Regions from separate parts of the Ovis aries genome. Here region 1 is linked to region 2. Evidence: chromatin contacts called from public Hi-C data. All regions are on one chromosome and are shown on one strand. The core of a region is the stretch at or near the end of the contact, and the rest is flanking DNA. Distances in the headings are between cores, read along the strand shown. Region 1 holds the start of RRAGC (Ras related GTP binding C). Region 2 holds the start of NDUFS5 (NADH:ubiquinone oxidoreductase subunit S5).

Region 1 (6,221 bases), core at 3,190-5,689, 140 kb after region 2:
AGCACTCTTTTAAATATGTTAAATTCACCTATCACACGTTAACTGTTATAAACACATATACTTAGAATCACCAATAAAAACTCAGTATAACTTTCTTTGGGTCTTAAAAAAGCAGGAGAATCAAAAGTGAATCCTGGAAAGAAAAAAAATCTATAAACACAGCCATCGAATTCATTACCTTAAAAGACATTCTATCAGTCTGACTAGGAATGATGGTACTGGTTGTATTTTAGCCAAGGAAGTTTATTAGTACAGAGCTATTCCTTGGTTTAGCTCAGGATTATGAGCACAGGTACAGTCATTCTTTAAAATGAGGATGACACTGTTGTTTTATATTCTCTGTAGGCAGCTGGAGAGATCTGTGTGATACACGATGCTGTTTCATGGGGGTCTCATGAATCTTCTGCTCTTGTTTATATTAGCTGGAACGAATGACTCTTTGCCACCACTTTGCCTTAGATAACTGTGTGTGCCAGTGTGAACTCTGACACCACCTTTCCTTCTATGCAATCATGCCCTACCTGATAATGTTGCCTTGCTTTATTGTGCTCCCCTGGGTCCCAGTTGCACATTGACCTTTCTGTGTTGTTTTTCAATTTCCTGTAATAGCAGTTACCCTGATTGTAATTTATATAAACTTAAAGAGGATCACACTGTTCCCCTGCCTTACTTAGTTGCTTAGCGGGACACAGAACAGAGGCAATATAAAATTCTGGGTTCACGCATAAGCCTGGATGACAAGGGGAATGAGCCATATATTGTGGAAAATTATAGTTCGTGGGTATAATTATACAGTGCTTTTTTCCCTCAAAGTATTTTTCTAGCTTTGAATTCATTTTATCTTCATTATCCCTGTGAAGTAGGTAGGCAAGTGTGAGGGGAGGTGGGGTGCTGAATCTGTAGGCCAAAGACTGATGTGAATACCAGTTATTCACCAATTGTAGAACCTGGGGCACATTAGTTAATTGCTCCAAGATTCACTTTCCTCACCTGTTAAATGAAAATATCTGTGCTGCCTACCTCACAGGGTTGTTGTGAGGGTCAAATGGAATGTATGTGAAAGATTTGTAAATGGTAAAGCACTATATTCTTGTTTGTTAGTCCTTTTTCCTTTCTTGGAAGACCTACAGTCAGATGTTTTTGTGTTACTCTTCACTTATTTTCCTTATTGATTGACTAGCATTATTAAGTAGCAGCCCTATTTCATGTTTTTTTTTGTCCCCAGTGTTACACAAATGTCCTTATTTTCTGGTCAAAACACACAGAGAAAACAATACAAGGAAAGCTGGTTTTTAACTAGCAGAAGCCTCAGCACCTGCTAGAAGCTGTGACCAAGCCAATTATAAGGGCATCTTCATCAGTCACATTGGCAGGAATGTGGCAGTGGTCTGTCTTTTCCAGTCCCAGGTCGGTTTTTGTAGGGGAATCAGATATGGCAGTGGCCCCCGACTCCAGTACTCTTGCCTGGAAAATCCCAGGGACGGGGGAGCGTGGTGGGCTGCCGTCTCGGGGGGTCGCACAGAGTCGGACACAACTGAGGCGAGTTAGCAGCAGGAGCAGATATGGCTGGAAGAACATTTACTTGAATTGGTTTATCTTTTACCAGTTTGAGTGCCTCCTACAGGGACAGCAGTGGGCTGAGTATTATAAAGATGAATGACTTGAAGTTAACTATAAGACATGTATATAATCACAGTGTGGGATAGGATGTGCTAAGAACGGTAAATGATAATAAAACATGGCCTCATGAGGGGTTTTGGAAGAGGAGACATGGCTTCTTTAAGCAGTTGGTGTGATAGTCCCTTTGTGGACAGGCAAGTAGAAATTTTTTCTGGCAGCCAGCACTCATTTTTTTCCCTAATAAGACTGGTATTAATATTTATGTAAATCAGGTGATTGTCTCCTGTACCATCCTTTTGAAAAATGGCAACCTGTGAGTTGGATAATCAGACTTTTGGGGGGAAATGACATGCTTACACTGCTGTATCAGTCAGTGCTATGTAAGAATTCAGGGTGAGCCTGGCCTCTGCAGGTCCTCTTCAACGTTTCTATCAAGGATCTGGATGAAGACAGTATACATGATGCTCAATGGAGTAAAAAAAGGATCCGATCTGTTGAGTTCCTGCTGTTGCAGCTGCCTTATCTGTAAAATGTAGATTTCATATCTTGCCTATCTCACAAGGTGTTATAAGGATTAAATTAAATATAATGGATGTAAAAAGTACCTTGCAAATTGTAAAGGACTACATATGGGTCAGATGGTAGTAATGCTAATTCTCTGTTTGCCACAGAGTTGGAAGGGCTGGTTGGTAGACGATACTGAGATGAGCTTGAAAATGATTCACAACTTGGGAATGCCTAAACTTCACGGCCTAAATGAAAAAGTTGAAATATCAAGTCTTACATTGAGGTTAAAAATGCAGCTGTACAAGTTTAGGCACTTAGGGATTGCTGACAAAGTACTGGTTCCAGTGACTGTTAGTGTGAACCACTTACAGTCTGTATATTTTTTTAAAAATTCCATTCTGGAAAGCACTAATAGAAATACTGTCCAGGTGCTAAACAATCACCCTGAAGGCTCTATTGGTCCTTATTGTGTTGTAGGTGTCAGACATTTGATGGATGTTGACAAGCTCAATTGCATATAAATGTGGAGAGTACATTTGAAACCACAAAGCTGTATTGTCCAACATGGTGGCTGCTAGCCACATCTGGCAAGTAAAATTAAAAATTCAGTTCCTGAGTCACACAAGCAGCAATTTAAGTGCTCAATCCACACTGGCTACTATGTTGAGCAGTATAGATGTGGAACATTTCTGTCATCACACGAAGTGCTATTGGACATTACTGTAGAAGGCTGGGCTGAAGTATGTTTAATGTGGAACAGAGAAGACAGTGGGTAATGAAAACTGTAATCCAGTATCTGAGGTGCTGTCATAAAAAAGATGACCACTGCTAATAGACTATGGTGTATAAGCTCCAAGGAGTGTGATTTTTGGCCTGAATAAGAGACTTCTAAGCCAAGTTTTACTACAGTGGAATTGTTTCCTACTGAGATAGTGAGCTCTCTTCCCTGGGCTCTACTGAAATGTATGCTGCAAGTCTTTCATGCAGCGTCAGAGACGCTGTACAGTAGATTCTTTTTAGGTGAGAGGTTGCACTAGATGACCTCTAAGGATGTCCTACCTTTAATTTTGAGATTCAGACAAAACCAACTTCTAGATGTGCATACCTGCTTTCCCTTCATAATCAAGAAAGTTTCCTTGAAAGATCAATATCACCACCCATGTCCCCTTTAAGAGGAGGACCCCGGAGGAGGAAATTGGTTAAATTTCCAATTCTAAAGCCGCCCTGTGAAGAGTAAAATTCCTCTAGCTTTCCCATATTTTGGTGACAAGCATTTGTTCTGGTCAGCTTTCATTATTAATGCCTTTGGTCTCTGATCTGAAGGAGATCACACAAGATGCAATGTTTCATGGGGTGATGGAATTACTACAGAAGTAGATACTGGGTGGGGAGGAGTCGTCGTCAGATCCTGATAAGTCAAACAGTAGCAGTATTCATTGTCAGTGATTTGCTGAAGAAAGTGGGTAAGACATTCTAGCTTACTAGCATTTGCTTTCCTATCAGGGGCCAGCTACCTGCTAGAACGAACTATCTCACCGATGACTCTGCCTCGTTTGAGGTTTTGCCCTCTGGCTAGCTCCTCCTCTCTACCTTTGAACACCTCAACCAATGCCATCCTTCCAGACCTGTTCAGACGCCAGCTCCTTAGAGATGCTCTCACCCACCCATGCTGAGCATTTCTATCTGCATCTTTGACCTTCCCACTTCTATCTCATACAGAAGCTACTTACTCAGAGGTCCGATCTCCATTAACCCTGGGGCAACTTGAGGGCAGGCAGGGTCCAAGGTAGTTCCAGTTTTGTGCCCCTTCTGCCCCAGGACTTCGCGGGCATCAGTAAGTATTGGTTGGGCAAGCACAATAGTAGGAGGAGGACAATCAATTCTCCCAAGTGCCCAGAGAGCGTCACTCATTGTGTTGGCCTCCGGAGTCCCGAAGAAGGCAGGAGAACGGTGAGGAGCAAGGCGCGTGGCTGGCTTGGACGGAGGTGCGGGCTGGGGCGGAGGGCAGAGGGCTCGGCCCGGCTACCCTCCTCGTGACTCCTCCTCCCCCCTCCACGGCTCCGAGTCAGGTGATTCCGGGCACGTGACGGGCACCACCTACCTTGCTGCTCCCGAGTGGCAGCTGGGGCGACCAATGAGGGGCCAGGCTCGGGCGGGGAGCCTATGAGAGCCGGGCGCCGGGGGGCGGGCCGCACAGCGGCGGCGGCTGCCGGGGGCGGCGGCGGCAGCGGCGGCGGCGGACTGGGGAGGCGGCGGCCTGGCTTGGCCTGGCCTGGCCTGTCAGGGCGCGGGCGGCGGCGGCTCCAGCACCATGTCCCTGCAGTACGGGGCGGAGGAGACGCCCCTCGCCGGCAGTTACGGCGCGGCGGATTCGTTCCCAAAGGATTTCGGCTACGGCGTGGAGGAGGAGGAAGAGGAGGCGGCAGCCGCGGGCGGCGGGGTTGGGGCGGGGGCCGGAGGCGGCTGTGGCCCGGGGGGCGCTGACAGCTCCAAGCCGAGGATTCTGCTCATGGGCCTGCGGCGCAGCGGCAAGTCCTCCATCCAGAAGGTGAGTGGGGCCGTTCGGGCCCTCCGCCCCTCCCCCTCCCTCCCCTCCTCGGGGGCGCTGGGGGCCAGCCGGGAGGGGAGGCCCTGAGGAGGGCGGCGGCCGGGGTGGCCGGCTGGGTTGTCCCAGCGCGCTTTCTCTTCTCTGGGAAGCAGAGCCCGGGCGCGGTACGCGCCGGGACCCCGATCTCGGAGTCCACGCCCAGGTCAGCCGAGGCCGAGTGGATCCCCGCACTCCCTGAGTGGCCGGAGCGAGGCAGGTGCCCGTGGCCTCACCTCCTGGGCCCTCACTTCCTGGGACCCAGCCCCCATGCCATTCATGAAACTGAGACTTGCTCCCCGGTTCTAACTTTCCCACACTCCTTACCCGACTCCGGTTGTGTGTGCGCCTCTCACTTCAGGTGACCTGAGTTTGCAGGGCTTCCCAGGTGAGCCCCAGGGAGCAGCGTCAGAAAGAGTTGTGACTAACTCCTTGGTGTTTGTAATGCCTGCTCTTGTTGCTAGTACGAAGGAGACTTCACTGTGACATTCCTTAGTGGGAATGGGGGCTGTTCTTCCACCTGTTTTAGTACTTTTAGCCCGGTGAGTATAATTAGTAGTGATTTCCCCTCTGTGTGTGTGTAGCTACAAAAGTCTTGAGACCTGGAGAATATTTACAGACCTTTGTACATGTGCTTTTACTTGGGAAATGGCAGGAGAGGATGGAGGGCTATTCGCTTTTTTAGTAAGGGGGAATAGAGGCAGGGTTGACCACCTCCATCAGCCATTCCTCTTAAACACAAGGTGAGCTGGCGATAAAATGCCAGATCCCTGGCTTTTTGCGCTTTTCATTCTGTGGCAAAGATCTCTCCAAAATAAATCTCTGCGTGATATTCTGTAGACATGATAATTTTAAAAAGTAGCCTTCCAAATTTACGGGATTACTATGTTTTATTATCTTTTCACCGTTACAGCAAAATCTGAGTACATTGATGGCAGGTTTTTAGCAAACTGGTTTTGATTCGTTACAGTGTTACTCACAGTCTAAACCTCAGGAGTAACTATCCATTTTTCCCATCCAGCGAGTAGAGAGAGGGAAATTCCTTTTGTGTTGGAATTGTGTGGATTGTGATAATTGTGATTAACAATTGCGTTTACCTTTTTTTTTTTTTCCTCATGGGAGCTGTCTTTTCCTTGTCAAGTCCCATTCTTCCCCTCCTCATGAATATTCCTTCTCTACCAATATGCCTTTTCCTATTTGGTATAATTTGCCTTTATTTCTTCCACAAGACTGCAAACCCATGAAGGACAGAGTCCAGTCAGTTTATTTTCTAATTGTTTGTTAGAGCCTGATGTGGGCATTCTGATAAAATTTTAATGAACAAAACTACTTAAACTTTAGCTATAAATTTTCATAATCTTAGAGCAGATTTTGGCAGAATTTATACAATGAGGAGAAAAAAAAGACTGAGGAGAGACATTGCTACTGCTAGTATTGTATACAGACAGAGAAAATAGAAAAGTTTTAGCTTTTCTGGGTGATTTGGTTTTAGTAATTTGGTATTTTCTGT
Region 2 (5,599 bases), core at 1,605-4,104:
GAACAGGACCCTATATGTTATGCAATTCATTCAACTCTTGAGGAGGTAAACACTATGCTACTAACACTTTTTCCCCTGTATTTTCGGTCAGGATCACCTAAAACAATCTCATTAACACCTCCATCTTCTGCAGAGTAGAAATCTAGAGGTTGTTTTATTAGGTTCAGTGTAATAGAGCTACAGGATTTTAATCTCTTCCCCAGTGAGGGTTCAATGAATTTGAAATATATTTGCCCAAACATTTTCAAGGACAAACACCCAAGACTAGCTGATACTCTTTACTTTCCAGCCTACGCAAAAATGGAAATCTGCACATGCAATTTCTAACCTGATGGCTGCAGCAGGGCACAATGCTAAGGAAAATATTGGGTTCGCCAAAAAGTTTGATGGGAAAACCCTCATGAACTTTTTGGCCAACCCAATATGTGAGAATATGAGGAAGAACACTGAACAGGTTAACACAGTTAACTTCCTTGACATGGTACCTAAGTAGAGAAGGTATTTCACACAAAAGTTTTGCCAATTCACATGGGGCAAGCCAATGCCCAGTGATCAGTTAGAAGTATTTAAAAGTAGCTCTAGAGAAACAAGGAAGTAATTCCATTCCCATCTTCATCACTTCCTCACCGTTTTCTGTCGAAGCAGACATTCTCTGAAATCCTCAAATTCTATTTTGCACTCCTTCTCCGCTCGGATACTACCGATTCCATGTGCACACTCTATCCATTCTTTCTCAAAAGCATGGCATCGGGCTGGAATCCTGTGAGGCTGCTCAGCACTCTGGATTGTCATCCAGTGGTCTAAGTCAACACCCAGCTTTTTCTGCACATCAAAGAACGGCATGGCTGAAGTGGAAGGGGAAAAAAAGGAATGCCATAAAGTTGCAGTCAAAAGAGAAATTTCTGAGAAAAATGAGATAATTATGACAAACCACCCTCTAGAAAGATATTTTGTACCAGTCTCCCAATTTCTTCTCCCCAAACTTTTTCATTACACAAGTTCTTCCAGTTCATGGTAGATAAGCAATTTTCATGCTCTCACAAAACTCAAACTCCAGGAAAAGGGAACTAGAACCAAAAAACAATGCATTAAAAATCCTCTATATTGATAAGGTCATTTTAATCAAAAGTTGAAAAGTGTGTTTTATTGAATTTTTAAAATATATGTTATTTATTTGGCAGTGCAGGGTCTTAGTTGCAGCATGCAGGATCTTTAGCTGCCGCAGGCGAACTGGGCTCTAGTTTCCTAACCAGGAATTGAAGCCAGGCCTCTGCATTGGGAGTGTAGAGTCTAAGCTACTGGACCACTAAAGAAGTCCCTGTATTGAATATTTTGACTCAGTAATCCCAATGCTTTGAGATAGATCTGAAGAAATAACTGAAATAAAAAAGCACAGCATAAAAACATTTCTTTCCACTTTTCGATCCATAATAACTTAGATGACACTTCTAAGAAGCCATCTTGAAGCGGGAATGTCATCCTGTGTTAGCACAGCATCAGCTCGCAGACCTTCCATAGTACCTTGCACGCCCCTGTAATGTACTATTCATATGCACATCTCCTTTTCGAACAACTCTGAGGATAGGGACCAGTCAGGTAGGAGCTCAATAATTGTTGGGGGAAAAAAAAAAAGAAATTCAAACAACTTAAAAGTGCAACAATAGAGAAAGTTAAAGTGTTTGTCTCTCAGTCATGTCCCCACTCTTTTCCACACCATGGACTGTAGCCCACCCGGCTCCTCCGTCCATGGAATTCTCCAGGCAAGAATCCTAGAGTTGGTTGCCATGCCCTTCCAGGGGATCTTCCCAACCTAGGGATCGAACCCGGGGCTTCTGCATTTCAGGCAGATTCTTTACTGTCTTAGCCACCAGTGAAGCAACAGAAATGAATAATTAAATCCAGTACCCATCTGGTAAGACAATGGTGGGGGGAGGATAATACACATGAAATATACCTTTTAATGTTTAATGAAAAAAAGGAGGGGGTTACAGTAATGTAAAAAAAAAAAAAACTTCAAAAGAAGACTGAAAGGAAGCACAAAAAAAGGTCAACAGTTACGTTTATGAGTGGTAGGCTTACAGGTGAATGTAATTTTAAAGTTTTCTACCCAGTCATTTCTACCCAGATTGATAATTTTCTTTCAGTCATTTACTGAGTAATAATGTTCCAGTCACTGGGATGGGGGTGGTGGGGAGCAGCTGCAACCTAAGCACTAGCATAGGACACACAGAGGGAGCTGGGAATCAACGGGCGAGCACAAGACGTAAGGAGGAAGCACCTATTCTGTCCAGGAAACTGGGGAAATGCCTTTAAGATGGGTGGCGTTTGATACGGATCAAGGGCAGGTCGTTGACAGAGTATTCCATTGGGGCACACGCTGCACGAGTTACAGCCGGTGTGCTGGGTTATGTCTGGGGTACACTGAGCACCCAGACGCGGCTGGAGCGCAGAGTGCACGTCGGGAAGAACGCAAAGAGCTTTAGAGGCTGGCAGGGCCTAAATCCCGCAAGGCCACTCAGCAAGCTGGGAAAGGAACGTGGACTTCAGGTTAAGAAACAAAAGGCCAAGTATGAGTCTGTCAGAAAGTTAAGTCAACCTGGAAAAAGAGCCGAGAGAGGCGCGCTCTATAGGCTTCAGTGACATAGGCTGTGTGGACCAAGGAGCCTGGGAAAGCAGAAAATATGGCCAGGAGAAAGGTCATCCACCCAGCAAGCCAAGAGAAAATCTGTTAAAGAGCTCTCGGAAGGACGCGCTTTAGGCGCTATCGCCCAGCGGACACACACAGCCCCTACCGTCCGGCCGCTGTGTCCTTTTCTCCTCGCTGGCCGCCTCTCCTAGACGATCCTCAGGCTACGAAGAGGCCTGCCGCAAAGGAAGCCCGCTGCGCGACTCTTGCAGCGCGACGCCGGGAGCCGACCTGCCTTCCGCCGTCGCGCCCCGGAACCATAGAGACCAAGCCCATCTGTCTGCGCCTGCGCGGCCGTCTGAGTTGACCTCCAGAGACTGCTGACGAGCGGACCTTGCCCAGATAACCGCGTGAGAGGCATCCCCAGGGTTTAGTGATTTCCTGCTGCTTCCTTCTTCAGTGCCTGGGACTCTCACCACAGCTATGATTGGTGCGGGACTTGACCAAGGAAACCCTCTTCATCCCCTTCCAGTGGCGGTTAAGCTCATGGAGTGTGAACACACCCAGGGTGGGTTCCAGTTCTTGCTCCGCCACTTGTGTGTCACCTGGCAAAATTTCTTAACCTCACTATGTTTCTGTTTCATCTAAGATAAAAATAATCTTAAAAGATAATAATACAGTGTATAGAGTTGCTTGGGGGATTAAGTGAGTTCTATTAAAGCACTGGGTTTCCCAGGTTGCCTTAGTGGTAAAGAACCCGCCTGCCAATGCAAGAGACGTAAGAGAAGAGGGTTCGATCCCCGGGTCAGGAAGATCCTCTATGGCAACCCACTCCAATATTCTTGCCTGAAGAATTCCATGGACAGAGGAGCCTGGCTAGTTACTGCCCATAGAGTCTCAAGAGTCGGACAGGATTTAGCGAGTAAACCACCACCGAACCACTGAGGCGTTTCCTAGCACGTGGAAGGCACTCTAAGACAATCGCAGTTCTTTGTGTCTCAGTTTTTAAAGTTTACGGATTTTGGAGAGTCGTCAGAGACCATGCCCCTCTGTTTCCGAACCTCCAGAGGTTCCCCTTGATTACAGCAGGAGCCCCAGATTCACTGGAGACAGAAGGTTTTGTTGATGCAGATGGGGGTAGAGGGGCCCCAGGAGCCCGATGTGGGTGGAACCGAGTCAGTCAGCAGGTGCATGAGGCCCAGGGACATGGGGGTAGGTTCGGGCACATTCATCTTACTAGGATTCAGTGGCTTCTTCCCTGTGGAAGAGAGAGCATCTTGAGGGCGGAGCAATTTGAAGAGCAGTGAGGGAGAGGTTAGGTTCTGCCGAGCCCTCTGGAGAGAAGGCACCAGGACAGGCAGCAATATCTGTGTGGAAAACTAGGTCAACTGGTGAGTAGGGGGAAATGGGGAGGCTTCTTGGAGGAGGGGTCCGACTTTGACCTGGGTGAGCTCTCAAGAATACTTGGTGTTTCCAAGCAGAATGGGGCAGGGCCCAAAGCCCCTTTTCCTGTGGGTCCCCCTTAAGGGGAAAAAGACATTTGGGGACCCCCATAAGCAAGGGGGTGCCAGAATTAGTCCTTAAGGCACAGCTGGGGGCAGACGAGGCACCGAGACACAAAGGCGCAACCGGTGGAGGGTCAGGGGCAGCCTCCAAGCTGGGTGCCAGGTCACAGGAGGATGCAGGACTGCCCATGCTTGATTGGCACGGTGTTGAGCACTGCCGGACGGCCTCGGTAAACACTTCCTTGACGCCATCCTGCTGCAGGGCCGAGCACAGCTTGGATCTGCTGGGCCACCACCTGGCCCAGCTCCTTCAGGCGCCTTTAGGGTGTCAGGTCCTTCTTGGTGCCCACCAAGAGGATGGGCACCTCGGGGCAGTGGTGGCACACCTCTGAATGCCACTTGTGCTGCACATTCTCATAGGAAGGCAGATGACAATGGAGAAGATGACAAACATGTTGGTCTGAGGGCAGGAGAGTGCGGAGGTGATCATACTCCTCCTGGCCTGCTGTACCTACAGGTTCGGGTTCACTGGGCACCCGTCAACTGCACTCTGGGCGTATAGTTGTTGAACACTGGGGATGTACTCCTTGGGGAAGGCGTTGCTTGTGTAGCGTGTTTTGACCACAGCCCCTTCGCTTACCACCACACACCTGATGCTCTGCATGGTGGATGCAGGTGCTGTGGTGGAGACTATGCCTCTTTCCTTTTCTGAGTCCTCCTGGATCAGTGACCTTATGCCCTCCCCAAGGCAGGGAAGATGGGGGTGGCGGCAGTGGCTCTGGACTGCAGATTTCTTTTTCTTTTAAGTGATGAGCTCTCAAAACTGTTAGAGAAGTCCAGTGTTCCAAACTTCCCAGGCTCATTGTCCAAAACTGCCTAATGCCCCGACCGAGAGCTTGCTCTTCCGTGTATTCCAGGAATATCCTGTGATCCAGTCTCTCTCTCCCTTTTTTTCTTCTTTCCTTGGAAGGATACTGATTCCTCCCTCCCCCACTTCCATTTCTGCATGCCAAATTCCTGTTCTGCTTCAGGACTTTTGCATAGGTTTTTCTCCAAAATGCATCAACTATCAACCAAGCCCTAGTTTCATCCACTCTGAGGAGAATGCCTGAGGTCCCACGATGTACTGGTTTTGTTCCAGCATTCCAATTCTCCTTTCCTTCCCTCCTCATCAGATATGTACCCCATCTTAGATCAGTTTCAGTTCAGCTAGAATTTCCTGGGCACCTAATGCATGTCCAGCACAGTACTGGAGGATGATGGAAGTGGTAACTCATGGCCCTTGCCTACAAAATACTAGAGGTAGCAAGGGAGTGATCACCACCACCCCTTTCACTTCTCCCATTTAATGTTGGTGATAGCACCTTTCCAGCCATTCAGGTAGTAAACTCTGAAGCTGTATTTTGCCTTTTCCTCCTGCTTCATCCAATATTTAATCACTGGCCAAATGCTTTCGAATATTCCTTCA

The links. Hi-C and Micro-C count contacts between places; a contact is called where the count stands out from the background.
Region 1: a Hi-C map of liver shows a contact between it and region 2, with 2.2 times the contacts expected there. The contact joins the promoter of RRAGC here to the promoter of NDUFS5 in region 2. A contact is called at or near these places in 3 of 16 Hi-C or Micro-C datasets (hypothalamus, liver and muscle).

The regions. Positions count from the first base shown.
Region 1 is chr1:13,588,001-13,594,221 of ARS-UI_Ramb_v3.0, reverse strand. RRAGC (Ras related GTP binding C) reads left to right here and starts at 4,439. Exons shown (of 7, transcript NM_001161867.1): 1 at 4,439-4,675. The coding sequence starts at 4,439. It overlaps LOC121819013 (a long non-coding RNA gene), which reads right to left and starts at 4,126. Exons shown (of 2, transcript XR_006059127.2): 1 at 3,858-4,126; 2 at 1-2,372.
Region 2 is chr1:13,731,552-13,737,150 of ARS-UI_Ramb_v3.0, reverse strand. It overlaps NDUFS5 (NADH:ubiquinone oxidoreductase subunit S5), which reads right to left and starts at 2,854. Exons shown (of 3, transcript XM_060395334.1): 1 at 957-2,854; 2 at 628-845. The coding sequence starts at 843. It overlaps LOC114114099 (a long non-coding RNA gene), which reads left to right and starts at 2,946. Exons shown (of 2, transcript XR_003588956.3): 1 at 2,946-3,194. It also overlaps the pseudogene LOC132657399.